3 separate regions of the Mus musculus genome follow, and all the other regions are linked to region 3. A link is a contact called in public HiChIP or PLAC-seq data. All regions are on one chromosome and are shown on one strand. The core of a region is the stretch at or near the end of the contact, and the rest is flanking DNA. Distances in the headings are between cores, read along the strand shown.

The links. HiChIP or PLAC-seq counts read pairs in DNA pulled down with a chosen protein or histone mark.
Region 1: an HNF4G HiChIP or PLAC-seq map of pancreatic cancer cells shows a contact between it and region 3. The contact joins two enhancer-like sites. A contact is called at or near these places in 9 of 484 Hi-C or Micro-C datasets (the C10 cell line, the Patski cell line, embryonic fibroblasts and 5 more) and 1 of 115 datasets of contacts at active chromatin or transcription factors (pancreatic cancer cells).
Region 2: a contact with region 3 is called in a FOXA1 HiChIP or PLAC-seq map of pancreatic cancer cells. The contact joins two enhancer-like sites. A contact is called at or near these places in 1 of 15 datasets of contacts at CTCF or cohesin (the NIH/3T3 cell line), 1 of 484 Hi-C or Micro-C datasets (cortical neurons), 1 of 115 datasets of contacts at active chromatin or transcription factors (pancreatic cancer cells) and 3 of 9 other capture datasets (adipose tissue, embryonic stem cells and pancreatic islet).

Annotation. Positions count from the first base shown.
Region 1 is chr15:54,598,766-54,602,457 of GRCm38.p6, reverse strand. It overlaps Mal2 (mal, T cell differentiation protein 2), which reads right to left. Exons shown (of 4, transcript NM_178920.4): 4 at 1-1,787. The coding sequence ends at 1,716. Among named protein-coding and RNA genes, the nearest start is that of Mal2, 29 kb to the right of the region's middle. Within about 2 kb of position 2,382, at least 6 of the 459 cell types and tissues checked have an H3K27ac peak or open chromatin away from gene starts, as enhancers often do. A contact at or near this core is called in pancreatic cancer cells, where this site is marked.
Region 2 is chr15:55,041,871-55,045,197 of GRCm38.p6, reverse strand. Taf2 (TATA-box binding protein associated factor 2) reads left to right here. Exons shown (of 26, transcript NM_001081288.1): 17 at 1,949-2,089. Among named protein-coding and RNA genes, the nearest start is that of Taf2, 29 kb to the left of the region's middle. Within about 2 kb of position 1,902, at least 28 of the 459 cell types and tissues checked have an H3K27ac peak or open chromatin away from gene starts, as enhancers often do. A contact at or near this core is called in pancreatic cancer cells, where this site is marked.
Region 3 is chr15:54,785,069-54,788,840 of GRCm38.p6, reverse strand. No RefSeq gene overlaps it. Among named protein-coding and RNA genes, the nearest start is that of Ccn3, 41 kb to the right of the region's middle. Within about 2 kb of position 1,445, at least 9 of the 459 cell types and tissues checked have an H3K27ac peak or open chromatin away from gene starts, as enhancers often do. A contact at or near this core is called in pancreatic cancer cells, where this site is marked.

The DNA of each region.
Region 1 (3,692 bases), core at 1,133-3,632, 190 kb after region 3:
ATCTTTATGGCACATTTGTGACTTCATAGTATATAATTCATAATACAGGTTTTTCAGTGTGTGGTCTGGAGCTGGAAAAACAGGAGGGAAGTCTGGCATTTTAGAAGAGCTAAGACATGAGTGGAAAGCCATAAGACTGATTTCTTCAACCTACATATAGAAATACATCTCGTCTTCAGCTGTATTACAAACTGAGGTCCCCGTTGGTTCTTCTTCTGGGGGAGTATTAGATAAACAGCACTTGAACACTGGGCATTGATGCTATTCATTCATGTTTTTCACTATGTTCCAGGGAGTCCAATACTCCAACCATACATGGCACTCTTAGGTGATGGGTCAGCTCGAGAGCAATTCCCAAGCCTCCATTTCCAAAGGCAGCCCTACTAAAACAATAGGGAATTGGCCTGTATGAGAATGCGGTGGGAACTGTGGTCACTCATGATCTGTTGCCAAGCCTGCGACACATACAGGTGGACTAGGATTGTTTTCTGTTCTATTCAGCCAGATCCAGTTTTTGTTTTAGCTCTTGTGTTAAATGTCCTTTGCCTGTCTGACACCAATGTAAAAACAACATAGATATCTGGGCTATTATCAAAGCATGTAAGAATCTATAGCTTTATGTTATAGTTAATCTGTTACTCAAATTCAGCTCAGAAAGCAATGCAAAAACAATAAGAAGTTAAAAATTCAACTCTTCAGAGAGCTATTTGGAAAAGCTTTACATACATAAATATTTATATATTCATGCATAGGCCAAACAACCACAGTCTATGGCATAAATAAACCAAAAGAAAGACATCAGTAGCAAGATACTAGATCCAGTAGTGATTAATTGCCTCTGGGGATCATGTCTTAAGTACTCTCGTGTGAGTGCCTTGCTGAGCTATTAGGAAATCATTAGTTTGGAGTTTATTTCCTACCTTATTTTGCTCTTCATCCAAGGCTCTGCTGGGGTTAGCTTGAGAAATTATATGACCTTCCAAGGGTAATATTTGACTATTAAACAAAGGCAATGTGATTGATGCATAATGAAACAAAATATGTTATGTGGCTTGTCTAATGAGGTTTCATGATTAGTTCAATAGAACACAGAACACCTAAGGTTTTTATGGCAGTAGTTGATAAAATTATGGTCTGTAGACCACATCCAGTTTTGCTCCCTTTTTGAAATAAGCTTTATTAGGATACAGACATTTATTTACACATCATCTGTAGCTGCTTTTATGTTATCATAGGATGGAACAATTGCCACAGAGGCTATATGGCCTATTAAAGCCTACATATGTGCTACCTGGCCTTTTTGTAAAAAAAACATGTGTATCATTTCCTGTTTTATACTAAAGATAGAATTAGATGAGAAGCCTGCATGAGATGTATTGTTTTAGTTATTTACTATTATTAAGGTTCGGGTGACTCAACCAAAAAAAAAAAAAAGGAATACTATTGTTTTGTGAACAGTGCCTGTGTATTTTAAGAATATACAATGGAAATGCATTTAAAAAGAAACGAGAGATGAAAAAGGAAAGGATACTTCTCTAACATCAGAACAAAATGAAAATCCCACCCATGTAACAAACCACAGCTTGCACTGAGGTCCTCTCTGTACTAAGCTAACAATGTTTGGAATGTTATATTGGGACAAATGGTACCCAAGTGATCAGACATATAAAGTAGACAAATGAAACCAGCACACAACTGTCAGTTTCCAAGGAGTGTTACGGTCGCCATCTTCGCAAAGCCAGACCCAAACTGCAACCATAACAAGCTGTTGTCATGAAGGCAAAAACCTAAGAAAAGGAAAAAGAAACACTGTCATCAGATTCACAACATGGACTTTTAGAAGTTGCATCCTGAGAGACCACTGAACAAATCCTCGACAACTGACCTGTAGATACTTCAACAGGACAAGAGTTTAGAGTGATCTGTGTTTCGATGACTTTGCTTCGTTACCTCCCAGAGCTGGCCCTCCCTTTGTACACTATAGCTCTTAGCTTTCATATCTGCAGGCAGCCTTACTTTCACCATTCGCTCACATGTCAAGCTTACTTGTTAAGTATTTATGAAACCCTAGGCAGTGTATTAAAAAATTCACTCTGAGTTATCTCATCATCCAGTAGTTTCATAGCTAAGAAGACAGTAACTATCAGACCCCAAGGACACATCAAATCATTTCTGTCATCTTTAGAACTCAGTAGACAAAACCCATAGGAATGTGTTCTGAGTTCTGTTCCTCCTCAGGTGGGAGACAGTTGTCCCAGGCCAAGCCCTCTTGGAGCTGTTTCCTTGGTGTCACGGTTGGCGTCATTAACACCCGCTGTGCATACATCACTGTGCTTGGTGCAGATAAACAAATAGTACCCATTGTCCAGAAATGACATTCAGAGGCTATGAGTCAAAGGAGAGACGATTCCAGGCCAATTCAAAATGATAAAATATGACTCTATAGGGCAGAGATTCCTTTGTTTGTTTTTCAAGACAGGGTTTTTCTGTGTGGTTCTGGCTGTCCTGGAACTCATTCAATAGACCAGGCTGGCTTCAAACTCAGAGATCGATTGCCTTTGCCTCCCAAGTACTGGGATTAAAGGCATGTGTCACCATCGCCTGGTACCTGGCAAGGGTAGAGATTCCTAACCAGGAAACTGCAGCCTGAGAAGGGAGGACAGATCCATTCACAGAAATTTTTGTCACAGTTTAATTAACCCTTCCCATTTTGCTTGTTTTGGTAATATATTTTTAATATCGACAATGCCCTCTGAGTGAGAATAATTGCTTTGGGAATTTGTCAATAGTGAGAGGGAATTGCCTCTATCCTCAACTCTACTGAGTGAAAAAGGAAAGGGAAACACTTAGCCCAGTGGGACACATGAATGCATGAGCAATTTCAGCTGCTGAAAACTCAAGACCTGGAGTTCTGACTGGACTGGAGTGAGTGGAAAAAAATGGAACGCCATGAAAGACTTGAAGCATTGGTCTACGCATCGAGGTAGCTCCCCTCTGGCAGGGGGGACAAAGACACAGGTTTTCAGAAGAAGCATATCTGGAAAAGAACAGTCTAGAAACTTCCAAAACTAAAGAGGAAAAGATACTAGGTCCGGTAATGCACTATAGGAACTATTTAACATCAATTAAGATGCTTCATTTCAGAAAGCAGTTTCAATTTGTAGTAGTTTTAAAAATTATCCATGAGACCAACCTGGTTTACCAAGTGAGTTTCAGGAGAGCCAGGCTGTTAAACAGAGAAAGCCTATCTCTCAAACCACCTCCGACCTCCCCCCCCAAAAAAATTATCCATGAAAACAAAAAATTATTATTTCTTTTCACTATTTAATACAAAATGACAGGTTCACTACAGTGTATGAATGAGAGAGGATTCATGTTTTAAAGTCCCCAGAGAAGGCTTTCTCCTGTATCCCATCTGTCACAGTGACTGGTGAATTTGCCTTCCCGCTCACCAGCACTGACCCCAACACTAAGAACTGATACTTGTTCATGTCAGCCCCACCCTGAGAAAACACCCTTCTATTTGGCAGACCCACGGTGAATATGCAGCCAATAATCCAAGTTGAAAATGGGCACAAGGTTAAAAAGAGCAAAGTCCCCTCACCAGGTCTGAACTTTACAAAGAGAGAACACTAGAGTGCATTCTTTTTATAAAATCAAGCACTAATAGACTTGTTGCCTTCCCAGATAAT
Region 2 (3,327 bases), core at 653-3,152, 260 kb before region 3:
ATTGTGGTAGTTATTTTACTTTGTTTTCAGAATTAAAATTAGTGATAATTTACAATAATTGACTATATTTTTATCAATAAACAGTCTCTTTTTCTTTTTTCTTTTTTGGCTTTTAGGACAGGTTTGGTGTGCATGTGTGTGTGTGTGTGTGTGTGTGTGTGTGTGTGTGCGTGTGTGCGTGTGTGTGTGTGTGTGTGTATGTGTGTGTGTGTCCATCTTTGGCTGTTCTAGAACTCGCTGTATAGATCAGGCTGGCCTGGAACTCACAGAGATGCTCCTGTCTCTCCCTCCCAAGTGCTGGGATTGAAGGCCTTCTTCACTGCCGCTGAGGAATAAACAGTCTGTAGATTAAAGAGCAGTCTGGAGCCAGAGGAATGCAGACAGAAAGTTGAGCAGAAACTCTGTCTACCGAGTGTTTCGCAACATCTGGATAACAGGGCTATTCCCATTTCAGTGGATGCTAGCACTTTATATTTGTTTTGACTTTAGTGATAGCATGCTTTCTGAGCTCTCAGATATTAGAGAGAGAAAAACGAGATTATTTGCTAGGGATATATTTCACTGGTACTCCAAATAGTCTTAGGATTTTTGTTAAAATCATAGCAGAACCATAAAAACTGTAGGATAAAGTATTTGCTCATAATTTCCTTTACCTCAGATACTTTTTATATGCCCTTAAATTTCAATATTATGGAGATTTTTTTCCTAAAGCATTTTTTTCTTCACTATTTAAATAATTTTTATTAAAGCAAGAAATTTTACAATCATTATTACATGTCTTGGGTCAGCTGTCAATTCTGTTGGCTAAAACAGGATTAACATCTAACTTTTCACAGTAAAGAATTAGACAGGTAAGGGAAGGAATGCTGTGAAGTTTTATACTTTGATGAAGGTCTTTTTTCCCCAGAGTCTCTAATACATTAATTTTACATTTTATAATTTTTGTCAATTCGTTGTTTTGCATCAAGTAATCTAGGGCTAGCTTTGCTTACTTAAACATAACATTTGCTTGGTATATATAGGTCAGTGTTTGTTTTCCTTTCTTTTTATCTTTTGTACCTTTTTTATTGCATTTAAATTTGAGGTATTTCCATATTCATCTGTGAAGCATGGGTTTCTTTCCACGTGTCCAGATCAGGTATAAACAGCTAGGACCGCTGTAGGATTGCTCTCTGGGCAGCTGCTGTAACTTGATGGACACCTGTAGCTGTCAGCCTTGGAGTGAGGCACACTGGAGACGTCAGCCTATGAGCTAGTTCCATGGTGGCAGTCTCTAGCAGAGGACCAGTGATTTTACTGGCAAGAGTAGCATCTGTGGCTTGAAGAAGAGAAAGCAGTCATTCACTCAGCACTGGCTTTTGCTCTTGAGTAGTGAGCAGATACCAACATGGAAGCACTTACAGGCAACTGACCTTGAACATGACTTGGAGTGCGGCTAGAGGCTCTTATCTGCCCTACACTGACGGGGAACTTCCGTTCACCATGGCTTAGCCTTGCCTCAGCATTCTTCTCTAAATAAACAGTACCTCATACTGGCCTGCTTTCCACTTAAGTGGTCTGAGGAATGGTTCAAACTCATGATAATTATTAACTTTAATGAGCTTAAAATATCAACATTCTCTCTACCTGAGTGAATAGGGACAAACCCAGTCTGTGAAGCCTTTGAAAGAACCTTAAACACAAGAGGATGCTGGCATTTGGAAATTAACTTGTGCAAAACGACTGTAAATGCACATAGTGGGGCTTTTGGTTCATCTTGGATTGGGTGGGTGGGAGGATGGTTTGTTTTTTTTTGGTGGGTGACTTTGTATATTTTCTTGGAAGTGGATGATAACAGACCAGCTTGTGCTAATTTCCAAGAACTGTAGTGTTGGCTTTTAGAAAGCTATTTGGTCTTCAGTGTATTTGTAACAGTGACGGAACGTTCCTCCTCTCTGACTGTTTACAGATTGCCAACTCAATGGTGAGCACGTGGACAGGGCCGCCAGCCATGAAGTCTCTCTTTACTAGAATGTTCTGCTGTAAAACCTGCCCCAACATTGTGAAGACAAACAACTTCATGAGTTTCCAAAGCTACTTTCTGCAGAAGGTACTGACTGCTCTGTGTTCTTCTGATGCTTTTATGTTAACATAACTTTATTGGTGTTTGCCTTCTGTGATGTCTTTATATGCCATAAACTCTCATGTGTCTGTTTAACTTGGAAACTGCATATGATAGGTGTTTGTTTCTTATAAGCCGGACTCTGCTCTAAAGCTTCTCTAGAATTTCCCTTGATCACTGATTTTATACAAATCATCTACATCACTTATAACATGCAGAGAAATGAGTGGCCTTTGATTGGTTGCGTGGGGAACGGACTTCCGTGCAGAGCAGACCTTTCTCCCAGCCAGTATATTCTGAGTCAGAGGTTGCTCAGCTTGCACCGCCAGCTTTACTTGCTTGCTTGAAGGCAAGTCACATTGCCTTGGCTGCCAGCAAGGTGCTGCACGTGGAGGCAGTGCTCGTCTCAGTTCTGCTGCGACTGGGCTACGTCTCTATTTTCAGAATGAGGACATTAGACCAGGGCATTGAGTGTGTTTAATGTTACACTTGCAGGAGGCTTTCTGTTAAATGGTAAGTTAGAGGGAGAGCGGAAGTGTGGGTACACTGGAGTATGGGAAGAAGTTGAGTGGTTTGCAAATCATTTGCATGGTTTGTTAGGCAAAGCTAGATTAACTAGATCAACCAGTAATGAGTGTGGCATTAAAGGAAGAGAGAAGGAAGGAAAGTGACGCCCCTGTCTTAGCTGAGGAAGCTGCTGTGAGGGCAAGCAGGGGTGGGAAAGAATCATTGTGCTTTGTTTGGTGTCATGTGGAGGACACCCAGAGGAGAAAGTTCATATAAAAGACAGGTCAGGCTTTGAGCAGGAGAAGGGAGGACATAGGAATTAAATGGAGAAAAGTAAGAACATGGTGATTGGTTTTCTTCAGTCCAAAGGATTTTTTTTTTTTTAAGTGAGACTCCTGCTATGGCTCCGAAGATTTTGGAGTAGGGCCTTGAATCGGTATTAGAGCCCAAAGAACATTGTGAGACATCTTCTTTAGGGCAGGGTGTGGCTGTTGCATTTTGACATCTCAGCAGCAGAGATTATTAGCACAAGTCCTACTCGGGATTGTACCTTCACCCTCTGTCATGGAGGGAGAAGGATTTAGAAGGCCCTACCTCACTCCTCCTTGGTGTGGCAACTGGTAAGGTGCCTAGATTCTCATAAGCAATTCGTGTTAAACTCAGTGGGTCAACCAAAGCTAAAACAGTCGAGGAAGGCATGACAGTGGAGGAGAGGAAGA
Region 3 (3,772 bases), core at 196-2,695:
TATTATATGGACCATATCTTCAACTGAATAATAGAAGAAATCCTCCCCAAATTAAGGAAAACATACCCAATAGAGGAAGCACACAGAGTAGCAAATAGGAGCAGAATGAAAACTCCCCCTGGTGTATTGTGGTTAAAACAATAAAGGCATAGAACAAAGAATGGGTATTGAAAATTGAAAGATAGCTGGGCGGTGGTGGCTCACTCCTTTGATCCCAGCTCTCGGGAGGCAGGCAGAGGTTGATGGATCTCTGTGAGTTTGAGGCCAGCCTGGTCTACAGAGTGAGTTCCAGGACAGCCAGGATTACACAGAGAAACTCTTTCCTGACACTGCTTTCCACCCCAAAAAAACTGAAAGAGAAAAACCACAAGTTACATATAAAGGAAAATCTATCAGAATAACAAATGACTTCTCAATGGGAAAAAAGTGTGCTGTATGTGTGTGTGTTGTATATGTGTGGGATGAGGGTGGTGTGTGTGTGTCTGTGGTGTGTATGTGTGTGGTGTGTTATACATGTGTAGGATGTGTGTTGTGTGAGATATGTGGTGTGTGTGTGTGTTTGTTTGTGTGTGTGTGCGTGTATTTAATGGCACTGGGAATTGAAACTATTCCCTTGTACATCCTAGACAAATGCTCTACTGCTAAGTCTCATTTCCAATTTATGGTTTAATGAACCATGATCTTATTATATAACTCAGATAAACCTTCAATTTGTTGTACAATCCAGGCTGTCCTTAAGCTTTCAATCCTCCTGCCCACTCCAAGTGATGAGATTACAGGTGTACTGGCCAGTTTCATGTCAACTTGACACAGCTGGAGTATCACAGAGAAAGGCACTTCAGTTGGGGAAATGCCTCCATGAGATCCAACTGTAAGGCATTTTCTCAATTAGTGATCAAGGGGGAAAGGGCCCTTGTGGGTGGGACCATCTCTGGGCTGGTAGTCTTGGTTCTATAAGAGAGCAGGCTGAGCAAGTCAGGAGAAGCAAGCCAGTAAAGAACATCCCTCCATGGCTTCTGCATCAGCTCCTGCTTTCTGACCTTCTTGAGTTCCAGTCCTGACTTCCTTTGGTGATGAACAGTAGCATGGAAGTGTAAGTCAAATAAACCCCTTCCTCCCCAACTTGCTTCTTGGTCATGATGTTTGTGCAGGAATAGAAACCCTGACTAAGACAACAGGTGTACATCCTATCTCCCTGCTAGGAAAGCACTTTAAAAAAAAAAAAAACCCACATATTTGTCAATCTCATCTCCGGAGAATCTTGATGGATACCCTGGGGGCTGATCCTGAATGATGTTACATTATTTCCAGGAGAGTTTGCTGTGAGAGTCCAGAAGGGGTGGGGGAATACAGGCCCCAGATTCTGGTGGGAAAGTGGGATGCATACTGGAACAAAGAAGTTGTCAATTAGAGCTGAGTATGCAGACCACACCCATTCACATTCTATCACTGAGTCAGGGAAACCACAAGCCACACTTCATGCAGGCCTGTGGAGAACTCTCCTGGTGGCATGAATAGTATCAGTTCTTTTACTAGGAGACTAAGATCCAGAAGGCTTATAGGCATGCATTTTCCAGATTAGGGATATGTCTTCTACCTTAGCTCAGATTCCGTTGCCCCATCAGGTTCATGTCCTTTTTACTCCCTTAGTCGTTCTTGCTCATGATGCAAGGAAAGGTTGGATGGTCAAACTAATTTTCACATCTCCTCTCCAGTGTTTCCCTTCTCATCTAATTTACTCTGTCAATGGCTTGGAAGCCTCCAAGAGCCTTGTTTGGGGCTGGATGTGCAGGGAGGGTGATAGTAGGTTGCACTTCAATGAACCCTGTAGATGACCTTGCCCGGGCTCATTTCAGGATCAGCTTACCTGTTTCTTTGGGGAACACAGCCATCTTTGTCTTCAAGTGGTTCCAAGCAGAGGGGAGAAGTAGCTTGAATTTGAGAGCAAGCCCTTGAAGGGCGCCATGAGTTCTGATCATTTATTAGTGCTTTACTACTGCAAATTAATCTCAAATCTACACGGGGGCCAGAAGTAGCCGGAGGTGTAGGAATGGCTTCCCCCACCCTTGCTTGACTGGAAAGTTAGAACATTTCCCACTTTCGGTGCTCAGAGCATTGGGGTTAATTGGGGTGATTTGCTTATTTTCAAAGCTTAACAGATGATTGCCTGTTCTGGCACCCTTTCCTGATCAAGGTAGTGCTGTTTTATTTGTGTCCTGTAAGTTTTATAAATAGTCCTCTCTAAGTTCATTTCTCACTTCATAATCTCTTTGAAAAGAAGCTTTTTTTTTTGAGGTGGAATTCACATATGATAAACTCACCTTAAAAGCAGAGACTTTATGAGAGTCTATGAATGTAAACACCCATGTAGCCTTCACCTCCATTCAGACATGGAATATTCCAGTATTCCAGGACACCCTCCTCCCCCTGTCCCTTTGCTCTAGTCTCTCCCTGTTCGGGGACACCACAAGTAAATTGTTTCAATCCTGGTTTTGCCCATCTAGCAGTTTGTATAACTAGAAACATACGCTATGCCCTCTTTCCTGTCAGGCTCCCCGTGCTTAGCGTAATTTCGAAAAACTGTCCATGTTTTTTTGCGTCTGTCAGTCTTTCACTACTGTCTTCTCCCATCTTAGCATCATTTATTGACTTATAAGTATACATAATTTGCATTTCAAACATTTTATTTTGAAACAGCTTAGACTTACAGAAAAGATGTAAACGGTCAAGTAGAACTTCTTACTGTACTTTATTACCTGTATGTTTTAATGGGGCATTCTCTCATTGGGACTAAGCTCACTGGCTGGTGGAGAACATCACAGAGGCGCAGAGACATGATGTCCAGGGTGAGGAATTTCCATGTGTTTATGCCAAATTTGAGCCACTTGTTTACATAATGCCTGGTAGATTTTTTTTTTTTTTGGTAAGGATTTTCTATCTTCAAATTTTATCTTTGTATCAAGTCTAGATCACACTCAAGGTAAGGATGGTGAAACTCTGCCTCTGGATGGAGAAATATTGAAGAGTTTTCGACACATTATATTGATTGCATGGTCAGTAAGATAATGTGAGGCTGTGCCAACAAGCCCAATGATTCTCATATTTGTCAATTGACTTCTGAAATGAGTATTCTAATGACTTTTGTTTTCTCTTTTTCATTTATTAGAGTTCTGTGAGAAAGCATTTTCTATTTCTTCCAACTTATCCATTCATTTGTTTATCTGACTTCAGTCCTGGCTGTTTATAATTTTTTATTGGATATTTTCTTTATTTACATTTCAAATGTTACCCCCTTTCCTGGTTTTCCCCATGCCCCGGAAACCCCCTATTCTATTCCCCCTTCCCTTGCTTCTATTACGGTGCTCCCCCACCCACCCACCCACTCCTGCTTCCCTGCCCTCCCATTCCCCTACACTGGGGCATCAAGCCTTCACAGGACCAAGTTCCTCTCCTCTCATTGATGCCTGACAAGGCCATCCTCTGCTACATTTGTGGCTGGAGCCACGGGTCACTCCATGTGTACTCTTTGGTTGATGGTTTAGTCCCTGGAAACAATGCGGAGCAGGTCTGGTTTGTTGATATTGTTTGTTCTTCCTATGGAGTTGCAAACTGTTTCAGTCCCTTCAGTCCTTTCTCTAACTCCTCCATTGGGGACCCCGTGCTCAGTCCAATGGTTTGCTCAGTCCAATGGTTGGGTGCGAACATCTGAGCATCCGCCTCTGTACTTGTCAGGCTCTGGCAGAGACTCTCAGGAGACAGCTATATCAGACTC